3 separate regions of the Mus musculus genome follow, and all the other regions are linked to region 3. The links are chromatin contacts, called in public HiChIP or PLAC-seq and Micro-C maps. All regions are on one chromosome and are shown on one strand. The core of a region is the stretch at or near the end of the contact, and the rest is flanking DNA. Distances in the headings are between cores, read along the strand shown.

Region 1 (4,563 bases), core at 1,289-3,788, 120 kb after region 3:
CTAGGTCCCCGCGTTGCTTTGAGTACCTACATCTTCATCTGGTCCTTTGCAAAAAAGAGACTTTGTTTCCCAGTATCTTCTTCCCGCTAAATTTTGGCAGAAAACTGCCCCTAATAAATGGAATTGTAAAGTTGCTGGGTTAATTAAATCTATATCTCATCGCAATAGTAATAGTTAATGTCCTTATATAAACCTGAAAAAAGAATATAGCATTAACGTTATTTATTGTGGGGCCTTCCTATACCTAGATCCATCCTTCTCACAGTTCTGGCCTCTACTCTCAAAGGCTGGGGGAAGTGTATTTGAGTATCAGACCGTGCCTGGTATTTAGGCCTCTCTAGGAAGGGAGCCACTGGAATGGAAAGGCTCTCCCAGGTCCTTTGTTTCTCCTAGCGGCCCCACAGCTTGGCCTACTTCCCTGTTCTCAATGGGGGCACAGCACTTCACAGGAGGAGAAACAATCTCTACTACCCACTGCTAAGAAAACCCACAGTCCTCCTGGCCACCCAACCCTCTCAGCCAGCCTTAGGCAAGGGGGCCAAGTTCACCGGACCCAGTCTAGACTTGGCCAGACCTTGTTTGTTCTCCTTGTATTTTTGTTTGTTTGTTTTTTTACCTTGACCTTGGACTCCAGCAGCAGGGTAGCCTGTCTCCGAGCCCAGAGGACTCTCAAAGATTTCCCTTTGGCTTATTCTCCCTGATGAACCATCATTCCCCCACCCCCACCCCCACCCCACAAACATTGATAAGCTGATCTGCCAGGGTTTCAAGCTTCTTTTGTATTTTTCTTCTTTGCCATCCCAGTACAAAGCCTGCTTTCAAAACTCCGAGGAGGACTCACTTCTGGATGAAGACCGACCATGCTGACAAAAATTCCATTTCTTGTCCTGACTCACCAGGGCCTGGGGCTGTCAACCGTCAGAGACCACCTTCCTCCTTTAGGGGTCTTGAGGCAGGCTCCAACATTTGCCTCCAATTGAAAGGTCTAGGATTAGTCTTGATGGGTGTTCACAGTTGAGAGTCTGTGTGAACATCAGCACCCAGCATTTAAAACGTGTGGCAGAGGCAAGAAGGAGAGAGACACCGCAGCCCCCCTCTCTCCCTCTTTATTATTTTTTTCCTGCTCTCTCGCTCGCTCTTTATTACTTCTTCTCCTCAGGGAGGGGTATGTGTGAAAGGGAGCTTGGCACAATTCCATGGAGATGCCCCTCTGCAAAGGGGTGACTCTACTGAGGCCCTAACCAGTGGGGGGGGGGGCGCAGAAAAAAGTGAGTGTTATAAAAATCAGTAACTTGGTGCTAATTTGTTCTTGACATAGAAGACAGTTCGGGATCTAAGTACTCTGCCTGAACAAGAGTGATCCTGAAAGGAAACTGGGAATAAGGCAGCTTAAACTTAAGCTGCCTGGCTCCTTAGCGCTTATCACCCCATCAGCCCAAGCCATTGAGGAGGGGGGGTGGTCTTGTACTTGTATGTTTGGAGTTGCACCTGTCAGAAGTCCCTTTAAAGAGCGGCAGGTTTTCTCTGCTTTCTACAGTTCCTTGTGTGAACCCAAAGAGACTCTTGCAAGCATCCCGGCCTTTCCTTTTGCTCAGTCAGAATCTGCTTCTGTTTCTTTGAGAGTGGGGGCGGGGGGAGTCTCCGGTATCCCTTTTGTATGCTGAAATGGCAATCTGTCCTTCTGCCCCTCTCCGTTAGCCTCTGCTTCTCGCTGAGTGTATTTCATCATTTCTCTCCCCACATCGGGACGAAGTCTGCATTTGGGAAATCCAATCGCCCAATCATGTCTGATACAGGAGAGAGCCCTTTTCCAGACAAACTGGGGCTTTGGGGAAAGCCTCTGAGGTCGGAGTTTGAGACTCTGGTTTCGGCACCAAAGGCTCGGTGAGGTCCTTGTCCGCCGTGAGCTGACTGCCACAGCTGGAGCCTTCCTAGCTAGATTTATTATTATTATTATTACTATTACTATTATTACTAAAATTCCAGGTTTGCCTCCATTCTCAGCTCCAAGCCCCAATTTAGAGACTTCGGTAGTCAAAGCCATCTGTTTGAGAACCGGAGCCTCTCAGCGTCTCTCAGTCCAGAGCCTAGGAGGAGGAGCCATCCTCTTCTCCCTAGGTCCCTTTGCGTCGGCCAAATTAAGCCTCTCTGCCCCCCTCCCCTAACAAGGCTTGCCTAGGGGGCGTTGCCCGTCCCTTTAAATCTCCCAGCTCTCTCCTCCTTTTCCTTTCCAGTGAGCCAATCAACAAAGTTCTCATTTCTTTCCGCCCCGCCCCATCTCCCGGGGAGGGAACCCCAGGAGACCCAGGCTTAGCATCACGTGCAGCGGCTGTGGTCACGTGGGAACCAGGGGCGTGCTATGGTGAGGAGGGCGGGAGTCGCCGGATTTCTTAATGAAGTGTGTCCGCATGCGTAGTGGGAATGCGGCTAGGGAGGGGGAAGCACCGGGGGGGGGGGTGGCGGGGGGAGGAGGGGAGGGGTGGAGAGAGAGAGAGAAGGGAGGAGGGATGGGGGAGGGAAAAAGAGAGCGAGGTGTCTCCCTAGCTCGCTGCCTCTGGCAAGTGGAGTTTTTAAAAAGCTGGAGCAGATCATGTCATGACGACTTCGCTGCTCCTGCACCCGCGCTGGCCGGAGAGCCTTATGTACGTCTATGAGGACAGCGCGGCGGAGAGCGGCAGCGGCGGCGGCGGGGGAGGCGGCGGCGCGGGCGGCGCGGGGGGTGGCTGCAGCGGAGCGAGCCCCGGCAAAGCCCCGAGCATGGACGGGCTGGGCGGTAGCTGCCCGGCCAGCCACTGCCGCGACCTGCTCCCGCACCCTGTATTGGCCCGCCCGCCGGCTCCTCTGGGTGCCCCTCAGGGCGCCGTCTACACGGACATCCCAGCCCCGGAGGCGGCGCGCCAATGCGCCCCACCGCCGGCGCCCCCCACCTCGTCCAGCGCCACCCTGGGCTATGGTTACCCATTTGGGGGCAGCTACTACGGCTGCCGCCTGTCGCACAACGTGAACCTGCAGCAGAAGCCTTGCGCCTACCATCCGGGGGACAAGTACCCAGAGCCGTCGGGCGCGCTGCCTGGTGACGACCTGTCCTCCAGGGCTAAGGAGTTCGCCTTCTACCCCAGCTTCGCCAGCTCCTACCAGGCAATGCCCGGCTACCTGGACGTGTCGGTGGTGCCTGGGATCAGCGGGCACCCGGAGCCGCGTCACGACGCGCTCATCCCTGTTGAAGGCTACCAGCACTGGGCTCTTTCCAATGGCTGGGACAGTCAGGTGTACTGCTCCAAGGAGCAGTCGCAGTCCGCCCACCTCTGGAAGTCTCCCTTCCCAGGTAAGGAAGGGGCTTGAGCGGCGGCGCCGCCGCCGCCGCCAGGGACCCCTCCCCGCCCTGCCTGCCCCGCGGCTCCGCGCCTCAGCCACCCCCGCCGTCTGGCCCCGGCGCGCCGGCTCGGCTAGGCTGTCGATGGAGCCGGCCGGGCGAGCTATGCTGAGGAATGCGCTGGGGAAGAAATCTGCTCCGACACGTTCCCCGGAGCTGCCGGGTCCAGAGTGAAGCAATCAGAGGCGCCCGAGCGCCGGCTCGGCTCGGCTCTGGTCGGGAGCTCGCCTCCTCCTCCCCCAGCCTGCTCCAGCCTCATTCAGGGATCCTGGCCCCTAAATCCGCTTCCAGCCAGGAATGGGTTGGGGTTGGGCCTCTGGTGTCTTGGAACTTAGTCCAAAACCCTCAACCCAGTGGATAGTTGGGATTTGGGGAGAGTATAAGAACCTTTACCTTGCCCGAGTTTTCAGGAGCTGTCAACCACCAGATACTATAGCATTAAAATGGGGATCTAATTCTCCAGAGCCTATAGAAATGTACAATTTTTTTTCTTTTTAAATTTAACCATGAATGTTTTATAAGAGCACAGAAGAGATTTTTAAAAATCTCTGTAGAGGGAATGTGTAAGATTTGAATCCTCTCCTGGAATGCAATTTTTTTCTTTGCCGCTCTGGTACACAGTTTTAATCCTGTGAATCCACTGCCAGATCCTCCAAGTGAGATTTACTGGCATTCCAGACAGAGAAAGGGGTTCTAAAATGGGAGGTGGGAGAGGCAGACCTGTGCTGTGGTCCGGGGTCCAGACCACTCTTGTCTGGCTGTGTATGCAAGAAGAGAGCACTCTTGTGTTGTTCCTCTGTGGCTGTCTCTGAATAGGAAAGGATTCCATACCGCCCCCATCACTCCCCAGAGGAGAAAGACCGGCCCAGATTTCCCAAAACTGCATCAGAAGCTTTGGGTTCCACTCTGATCTGAGAGATAAGGATTTGAGGGTCTAGAGAAGCCAGCATTTGGGTCTACTCTTCCTGTACAGAGCTCAGTGGGAGACAGACAGTCCTCTTTTCTAATAGCTTCAAAGATCCTTGAGAGTCCAGAGAAGCCTAAGATAGCTTCCCACTGTGTGCAAAAGGAGCCCCCCCTAGCCTCCCATACCAGGCCTGGGATTTTTCATTGGAAAGATCAACCCAAAGAACTCTTTACGGTAGGCCTGAAATTCTTCTGCATCCGGGATTGGGTGGAGAGGTAGATGG
Region 2 (4,571 bases), core at 1,686-4,185, 89 kb after region 3:
GGACATAATACACAGATAAATCTTGCGCTGGATACCTGAAGAGTACCTGGGTTTGCTCATTTTTTTTTTTTAATGACTGTCTTTGCAATGCTTAAGCAAAAGTCACAGTTAGAAGTAGAGGAGCTAGTGTTTGAACACAAGATGCTTTCAATTTCCAGACCAGGGGTCCAGTCAAAAGGTCTTGTTATTTCCATGTTGTTGGGGGAGGGGGGGTGGAAAGCTCAGAGAGATTAAAGACTACACTCAAAATCTCTCTTCTAGGGATGGTGGAGCCTGGCTCTGAGTGTTGTTCTGACCCTTACACCAGTCCTTTTTCTACACCCAAATCACACCCAAAGTGGGGAATCTACTTTTGCTAAAGGTCAGCACACACACCTTTACATCTCTGGCCATCCCTGCAGGAAAGCCTTCCTAATGTCCCACACCCTGTGGAAACATGTTCTTCTTTACATATTGGTTCTTCTGTAGGATGCTTCTCCTTTCCCCTATGAACTTCTCATCTGGTCTTTGAAGCTTAGTAAGTTTCATCATCTCTGAGATGTCCAATGAGCATCTCCTTCTAAAGAGTCAAGTATTCCTTTCTCCATGCATCCACAACTCATCTTACTACTTATAATCTTGTTTTTAACTCTCTCCTTTCCAGTCTCCTATAAACTATGACCTTTGAACACAGGAATCAACATCTTCTGTCACTGTTCCTCTATGCCTAGAGAAATGATTAATACCAGAAGTTGGGTGAGTGATGGAAACAAGCCATCCAGTTCCAGGAAGGTGGTATAAAGTTAGTGAAATTGCTTCTAAAAATGCCCGAGAGAAGGCTGGTGAGATGGCTCAGTGGGGAAAGGCATCTTCCCCCTAGCCTGAAGACCTGAGTTCTATTCCCAGGCTTCACGTGATGGAAGGAGAGAACTGGTCCTTGAAAGTTGTTCTCTGACCTCCACACACACGCCATTGTACATGCACACGAGCATGCATACCAGTGCATCCGTCTGTCTCTGTCTCTGTCTGTCTCTGGCTCTCTGTCTCTATCTCTGGCTCTCTGACTCTTTGTCTCTGTCTCGCTGTCTCTGTTTTTCTCTCTGTCTTTGTCTCTCTCTGTCTCTCCCATCTCTGTCTCTCTCTCACACACACATACACACACACACAATTTTTAAAGTTTTTAAGATAAAAATACCTTAAGTGACTACACTACACCCATGGGATAAGGTCCTCCAAAGACAAATGCCAGTGGCATTGACGCTTTCTGTTATTTGGGTTGATTGATGCATTGTATAAACTATTATTGGCTATTATTGGCTGGCATCTGTCTGCATCCTCCCAATAGAGTCCACCTGGTTGAGTGTGTAAGCCTGTCTCTTAGACTGTCCACATCATTGTCTCTTGCCTAGCATCGTTAACAGGAAGCTTATTATAAATACCATGCCATTCTTGGCCCACAGGTCGAGAGTGCTCTCCTAGTCATTGTGGCTCATGCCCGATAGGATTAGGTGTGGGTTTACTGAAATCCCATTGGCTGGAATATTTGTTGATATTTCCACCCCCTAGCTTGAGAAATACTTCTTTTCTCTTTGCTTTAATGCTTATTCCTCTCAGGCTCTTTCCACAGGGACTGATGCGTAGTATGCTTGAGAAATTCTGTTGGGTGTGTGAACGCTTTCTATTTATTGTCTTCAGATATTTCATACAGAGGAAGCATATGTAATGGAAATATAAGATAAAATAAGTAAAACACTCCTGTGTGCCTAATACCTTCGCTTAAGAACTAAATTGTTGTTAAGATGGCAAAGCCTCCTTTGTGTCCCATACTAATTATGTTTATTTTCTCCCCCTCTGGAGGAAACTTCTATTCTACTGTCTTTCTGCATTTACCAACACTAGCAGTTTAGGATGCTCTGTTACATATAGTCCTTAGCCAAGATCCTATATGGCTCAAAATATATCTGAACTCTTGTAAAAAATACACACACACACACACACACACACACACACACACACATATCAATGATGATGAATATATTCTAATAAGTTGCTTTTTTTCTCTCAACATTTTGCCATTTTTCTTAATGTTCATAGACTGCAGTTCTTTTTTATTGATGTGTTATGAAGAAATGACTAAACTACAATCTACTTAACCATGCTCCAGTCAAGAAATAGTCCAGTTGGCCACAGATAGTGTTTGTTCAGTGCTGAACACCCCTTCCCTCCCCAGGCTTTCTCTCTAATGTCAGGAACAAGGCAAGAGTGTCCATTCTGGGAGTTTTAGCTAGGACAATCCAGTGAGAAGAATAAATAAAAGGTCATGAGGTCCTCAAAGAAGGTGCCAGGAATCCCTAATAGAGAAAGATTCATCTCTTCAGCAAGCGGTGCTGGAAAAACTGGACATCTTCACAGTCCAGACAAAGAAGCTGGACTCTTAGCACATTCTGTGTACGAGTCTTAACTAGAACTGGACATCGTGGCACATCCCTGCGGCCCTACACTTAGAGGGATGAGGCTGGGGGATTACAAGATGGAGGCCATCCTGGGCAAGACTGTCTTTAAAAAGAAAGGAGGGAAGGAGGAGGGAGGGATATAGGAAGAGAAAGCACAAAAAAAGAAAACAAAGATTAAGGGCCTAGACTAGAGATAATACAGTGGTATAAAGGCCATTAGCCTAGCATGGCCAGACCCTGGGTTCAATTGCCAGCACCATCAGAAACAAAAACTATTGAAATGCTGAAAACATGTCCATGACCCAAATGTAAGACCCAAAACAACAAAACTCTCCTGCTCCCAAAGTGGAGTACAGGGGAAAGCTTCCTGAGTTTGGATTTGAGAGTTACTCCTTGACTCTTGACTCTTGACACCTGAAGCTTAGCTCACAGAAGCTAAGACAGACACATGAAAACACAGCAAAACTCAGACCTGCCCAGCACAGGAAATGAGCAATGCAGCAAACACGTGGCCTGTAGAATTGGAGGGTGTTGCCAAGTATCTGGAAGGGTCAGCTCTGAAAATCTCTGGAGAAGTCTCACAACTCAACAGCAAACCCAAGCAACCTCAGTTGAGAGTGGGCAGAGGGGCTGGTGAGATGTTTTAGCGGTTAAGATCGCTGAGTGCTCTTCCAGAGGTCATGAGTTCAAATCCCAGCAACCACATGGTGGCTCACAACCATCCGTAATGAGAAACAAACTAACCAAAAAACAAACAAACAAACAAACAAACAAACAAACAAAAACAAAACAACCTATCCCCTCTCTCGGGGGTAGGGGGAAGAGAATGGGCAGAGAAGTGAGGTAGAGATTTATCTGGCCGGAGAAGGCACATAAGAAGGCACATAGATGACCAGCAAGTGGACGCAATTGCTCTGGGTCATTAACCATCAAATATCTGAAAGCCACAAAGATCCAGCACCTCGCACTCGATGGCCACAAGTGGGACCTGGGAAAGTGGAGGTGGCTCAGCAGCTAAGAGCACCGCTGCTCTTGCAAAGGACCTACATCTAGCTGCTCACACCCACCTGTGACTCTGCCTCCAGGAGATCCCTCTGGAGGAAGAGGCAGGAAGAGGAAGGCACCTATATGCATACTCTCCAATACACATAAGTAAACTAACACTTTTTTAAAGACAAGTGTTGGTGAGGATATGGAGAAACTTGCCCCCGTGCACTGAAAAATGTGAATATAAAGAGATAAAGCCATAAATGAAAAGTTGTATTTAGGTTTCTCAAAAATTAAAAATAAAATAAAGCTGAGGGCATAACACATGGTAGAGTGCTTGCCTAGCCTGTGTGGGGCCCTGAGTCCACTCCTCAGCCATTTCCAAACAATTTTCACTAGAATTGCCACATGACCTAGGGACCTCATTTCTGGTTATTTATCCGGAAGATTAGACAAAAGCAGATATTTGCATCCTCAGTCTTGTTCACCGTGGCCAAAAGGGGAAGCACCTAATGCCTATCAACTGATACATGCATAAAGAATGACATATACATGTAATGAAATGTTACTTGATCATAAAAAGGCCCTGTCATCTAAGTGAAGCCTGAAGATATTGCGCCTAGTGACATAAGCCAGTCACACACAAATAGCATGTGACTCTTGTGAACTCTCTAAACTTGTCAAACTCTTAAAGAAAGAAACAGTGGTTAGCAGACCTGTGAGGACTAATAGTTATCTTGTTCAATAGATGGGTCTCAGTTTTACACAACATAAAGTTCTAGAGATCTGTCCCTCAGCAGTTCACATCCTGTCATCACTGCTGCACACCACAGCTTAAATAATGGTGTGGTGGTGAAATTTACATACTTAGCAGTTGATAAATAAAAATTGAATGGAATTGTGGAACAGTAGAATATGCACGTCTTAAGTTGCTTCTAATTTGCTAGAATCAGTGAGTTAATCACTCCAAAGTGGCCATACCACCAAATGCGTGCTCTCAGTGTGTGCAAGATTCTAGTCTCTCTGCCCACTCATAACACCTGAAAAGCTTGCCAATCTGATAGCTGTTTCAATTGACTTTTTTTTTTTTTTTTTTGAGCAGAAAATTCAAGTGTCTTTTGGGATTTTTTTTTTTTTCCCCGCCATCTGGGT
Region 3 (4,510 bases), core at 1,402-3,901:
TTATACATGTAAAATGATTTGTTGGTTGCCATAGCCCATGGACCCACATCCCTTTAACACATTCTTCTTGGCACAGATAAGTGGCCTTCACTGTGGTAGTAGAATGAGAACAGAGAACGAATCATTTACCCACCTAGGTATGAGAATACAAGCCATAGGAGAACGTCCTCTATTTCAGAGCATCGTCCTTGGAGTCAGACATTGCCGTGATGATCCGGGAGGAGTCTGGGGATTACATGGGAGAGCGGTAGTGGTGCTTGATCCTGCATGATGGATTTCCAATTGAAATTAAGTCTAACAAGGCTCCCTGAGTCAGAAAATGTCATCAAGCCCTGTTCCTACTAACAACTTGAGAGCAGCTGGCTGGATTCACTCCATTAGCTACAGAGGGTGGAGGCAGAGAGTAGGGGCAGATGCTGCCCAAGGACCAGGAACATTCCCGGATCCAATGATGAAAGGCTAGCCTCCTCCCAGCTGTTTGGGATCATGGCTGAGCTAACCCTGATGGCTGGGCTGCAGAAGGGTCTCAGACACTCCTGTTTTTCCATTGGATGTATCCACACAACGGGTGTCAGGATGCTGGTTGACTGTCCGGGAGTGTCCTCTCTCCTATCCCTGCCTCCTGGCTGCCTGAAGTAGTTTCTTTCCCGAATTCTTTCTGAGTGCCTTGAAATATTGTCAGGGCTTCCCCCCCCCCCCAAGCATCTAGTTTGAGGCTCATCCTTTAAAGCAAGCCTATTTTGTCACAGTTGGGGCTTGGTAGAAACTTTTATGCATTATACTGCTATAGATTTTTTTTTTTTTTTGAGGCAGGGCTGAGGTTACAGGTATGTGTCATCATGGTTTGATATGGTGTTAGTGATTGAACCCAGGGCTTTGTGCATGCTAGGCAAGTACTCTACCAACCAAGTTATAGTTCCAGCCCCAGGTTTTCCATTGTTTTCACCCCCTTTTCTTGCCCAATCATGCATCTTCTCAATTTTCTCCCCATTCATTCCCTGTGTTGGCTAGGTGCATAGTTTATTTTATTTTTGACTATTTCAGCTCAACCCTGCATCTCCCCGATATCCTTATGGAAGCCATGTTCCCAAGAACTTGGAGCCTGGCGTTTTAAGAGCTTGGCTTTCTCTGTCGGTGGCCAGTTCTTTCATGTACAGGCTGTTGAGCGAGGAGACTCATGCCTGATACTTGCAGAGCTGGGCTAATGACTCAGTATGAACTGGTGGAGCTCAGAGGCACAACAGAAACCCATTTGTAATGTCCCCCCATCCTTAAGAGGCTGAGCAGCATCAGCAGGGATTAAGAGGAGGCTCCGGGGTTTGTTTTTGCCTCAGGAGGATCATCTTTAAAAACCATGTCCTCAGCATTAAAATGGGCTTGGATTTTCATCCTTTTATATGGTGGTGCCGTCTTCCTAGGGCTCCTGCCTTCGCTGTAGCATTTTTGTGGTAAGACAGACACAGTGTGAAACGTGCCATCTTAACCAGTGTTTAGAAGTGCATCAAGCACACTCACAGCGGTCTCTTGAATGGTCTCATCTTCCCAAGATCAAAGTCCGTACTTACTACACTACCTCCTGGCTCCCCCTTGCTGCCGTCCTTGGCACCCTTCCTCTAACTCACTCAGCTCCTTAGCATCATCTGACCACATTATGTAGTTCTGATAAATCCTGAGAATCCTCTCCACTTGGCCTCTGTAGACTTGTTCTGATGGGCTCCTGTCACTTCTTGGTTTGGAGTTCCTCTCTGAGAGGCAGTTCTGGGGCCTGGCCCTCATGTAAGTCATCTTTTCCCATCTGATCCTTAGGTATGGTCCACCCCACTTTCCTCTTGGTTCGGTTGGTCCTCATTTTCATATCCCATTCCTAATTTGTCCTGCTTTAAGAGACCCTCTTATCGGCATCCTCAAATGCCCCAACTGCTATGTGATGACCTTGTTGTCTCCCCGCATACACACATATTCAGCTGGATTGCTTGTCAGGCTGTTCTTATTTATCTTATTTCCTTCTCAGCCAAGAAGAGTCCCCAGTTCAGTGCTCTCTTTTTCTAGATCCTCAGTGCTCAAACTGTGGTCCATGTCCTGGCAACATTAACATCACTGAGGAGTTTGTCAGAAGTGCAGAGTCCCAGGCTCCACCCCTGACTTACTGAACAGTAATTCTCATTTTAACAAGACCTCCAGATTATAGTGTGCATGTTGAAGCCTAAGAAACACGGCCACAAGAGAGTGATAAGTAATTTATTTTGCAGGTGTTTATAAGTAAAAAAAAAAAAAAAAATCAACACCTGTAGCCTAGATTCAGATGGCATGGATATTGTTGAGGAGGGAAAGAACAGTATTTTGTATGCTTGGACTTCCTGGGGTTCTGAGAGAATGGCCTAGAAAGGCCTAGAGAGAAGCTGAGAAGGCCCAGGAGCCTCCATTCTCATGAGCAAGGCAGGAGGCTCACATAAGGAGAAGGTCCCCAACTGTCTGCTTCTTACTGAGGCAGAACGGAGATTCAGGTCCCTAAAATTCACTTGGAAGTTGGCTGACCATGTCTAGTCAGTCAGTGGTGCTTGTCTCAAAACCCAGCCGGGCTCTCAGCGGTTGGTTTCTGTCTCCATGGCTGGTGCTGACTCATCCTTTGTAGGAGGGCTGACTGTAGCTGGGAAAGGCTGAGGAGCCAGTGTAATTCTCTCCTTCTTCCTCACTCCACTGAAAGGGATCGAGGAGGGGCATGGAGAGCGGAGACAGGGTGTGGGAGTCAAACCTGTTCTTCGCATAGCAATCATCCAGTCTCACTCCAAGAAGTTGAGTCCACAGCTGGGAAAAACTGGAGCCAGTCTGAGTCTGCTTGGCTCGGAGCCAGCCTTCCTGTTTTTTTTTTTTTTTTTTGTTCTTTCTCTTTCTGGGGATCCACAGGAGTGGGAGCATCTTCCTCTAGTCTCAGGTATTAGAGAGCTGTGTCCCATGGAGGCAAAGGTTAGCTAGTGCTGCGAGTTTGAATTCTTGGGCTTTTGCCTGGCCCTCCTCTCTCATCTTCAAAAGAGGATGCCAGGATCCAAGATCTACTTGTGTAGGTTTTGTTTTTAGGGGCTATGCAGTAACTGAAGAACAAGGTGTTTTAGGACAACCTTGAGAGGGCTGTGGACTGTTGTGTGGGAAAATAATGTACACAAAATGTCTCTTTGCCTAGAGTCATGCTTTGTTTTTCTTGGTCCTTGGGTCTCTGCGTGGAGGCTCTATTGGTGAGGCGATGTGTTTCTTGTTCTAATAACAGTGGTCTCTAGAGCAGAGACCCGAGATACCACAGTCTGAGCAAAAGATCCCACGAGTGTCCCTTGTCATGTCCAAGGTTATCACCCTTAGGAGCAATCCTTTGAAGTCTGCCGCATGCTGTGATCTGGTCCTGGGTGTCTTATCTAGGGCTGGCATGAGATTGCTTACATCATCTGTAGTCAGATGTCTTGCTCCCGTAGGTCATACCAATGCTGACCCTAAACTACTGCTAGAACACTCAGTGTCTCTGTGCCCTCAACATGTCCACTCTTCTCACCTGGTGGAGGGCTCCTTGCAAGCCAGGAGAGGTGGCCCCCTCCTCTGTGTCCACTTCATGGAAGTGCAGTAGAGGCTGAGGAGGGGGGAATGTGAAGGAATCATACCCTTCTGGTTCAGAGAGTATGATAAGTTAACTCATTTGCAGTTCCTTGGTGAGAGAAAGAATATGCATTTTTCTGAACTCACTTTTAGGTCACATTGGGTTGCTTTGGTTGAGCAAAATTTGTGGTAAGGTTGTGACTTTAAGCCCGTATTGTTTATTAGGCTTCTTTTCTAAGGTTGTCCCGATTTGGGGAACTTGGAGATTGGGGGTGTATATTGGTGATAGCTGGTAAATGGGAAAAACATAAAATTTTAGTGAGGAGAAGCTATCTCAGGAATCTATAATGAGCACGTGTGTTATTTCTTTTCCAACAGGCTGCATAATTTTTATGACCAATTATTCCATTTGTAACGACGCTGAGATAACAGAGATCCCATCTCACGCTCCACGGCACACGCCAGGCACTCATGGGAGCTCAGGGACACTGTCCCTTCTTCAAGAATTGGACAGCTAGAGTGTTTCCACCAAACTGAATACTAGCAAGGGGGTAGGGTGGGGAGGAAGATGTGAGCCTTTTATAAATAGCAAAGGGGAGAATGAGCTAGATGGGAGGGGGGCATTGGGTATTCCGGGCTTTAAAGTGAAGGAAAAATTGACTGGAGAATAAGTCAAAAGATCAATCTTTTGGCACAAGAATTTTGTGATCCAATATGGCTTTCCAGTGGGCTTTCCTTACACTTCACAAGTGCACAGGTGTCTTCAGCCATAAGTGCTGGAGCCATCCTAAGCTTCAAGGAGCCAGCATTTTTGCTAAGGATTTGGAGGCTCAGATGGAAAAGTTTGGCTTGGGGAGGTTTAGAAAAAGACAATCCCCAGGTGAGGCTCTAAAGGGAGCTCACCTTTGGGGCTGGTAGGCTTCTTTCGTGT

Evidence for each region. HiChIP or PLAC-seq counts read pairs in DNA pulled down with a chosen protein or histone mark. Hi-C and Micro-C count contacts between places; a contact is called where the count stands out from the background.
Region 1: a Micro-C map of muscle stem cells shows a contact between it and region 3, with 2.7 times the contacts expected there. The contact joins the promoter of Hoxc13 here to the enhancer-like site in region 3. A contact is called at or near these places in 6 of 39 promoter capture datasets (the 3T3-L1 cell line, the C10 cell line, HPC-7-derived erythroid cells and 3 more), 1 of 15 datasets of contacts at CTCF or cohesin (the NIH/3T3 cell line), 5 of 484 Hi-C or Micro-C datasets (the G1E-ER4 cell line, embryonic fibroblasts, embryonic stem cells and 2 more), 10 of 115 datasets of contacts at active chromatin or transcription factors (embryonic limb bud, embryonic stem cells, forebrain and 3 more) and 2 of 9 other capture datasets (adipose tissue and pancreatic islet).
Region 2: a CTCF HiChIP or PLAC-seq map of the NIH/3T3 cell line shows a contact between it and region 3, with 11 read pairs. The contact joins two enhancer-like sites. A contact is called at or near these places in 1 of 15 datasets of contacts at CTCF or cohesin (the NIH/3T3 cell line), 10 of 484 Hi-C or Micro-C datasets (the 3T3-L1 cell line, the C2C12 cell line, LSK cells and 5 more), 3 of 115 datasets of contacts at active chromatin or transcription factors (all in embryonic stem cells) and 1 of 9 other capture datasets (embryonic stem cells).

Annotation. Positions count from the first base shown.
Region 1 is chr15:102,918,593-102,923,155 of GRCm38.p6, forward strand. Hoxc13 (homeobox C13) reads left to right here and starts at 2,539. Exons shown (of 2, transcript NM_010464.2): 1 at 2,539-3,325. The coding sequence starts at 2,596.
Region 2 is chr15:102,888,141-102,892,711 of GRCm38.p6, forward strand. No RefSeq gene overlaps it. Among named protein-coding and RNA genes, the nearest start is that of Hoxc13, 31 kb to the right of the region's middle. Within about 2 kb of position 2,936, at least 7 of the 459 cell types and tissues checked have an H3K27ac peak or open chromatin away from gene starts, as enhancers often do. A contact at or near this core is called in the NIH/3T3 cell line and tail fibroblasts, where this site is marked.
Region 3 is chr15:102,799,785-102,804,294 of GRCm38.p6, forward strand. The region is part of intron 6 of Gm36560 (a long non-coding RNA gene); the gene reads left to right. Among named protein-coding and RNA genes, the nearest start is that of Gm36560, 48 kb to the left of the region's middle. Within about 2 kb of position 2,652, at least 59 of the 459 cell types and tissues checked have an H3K27ac peak or open chromatin away from gene starts, as enhancers often do. A contact at or near this core is called in the NIH/3T3 cell line, muscle stem cells, pancreatic cancer cells and 1 more, where this site is marked.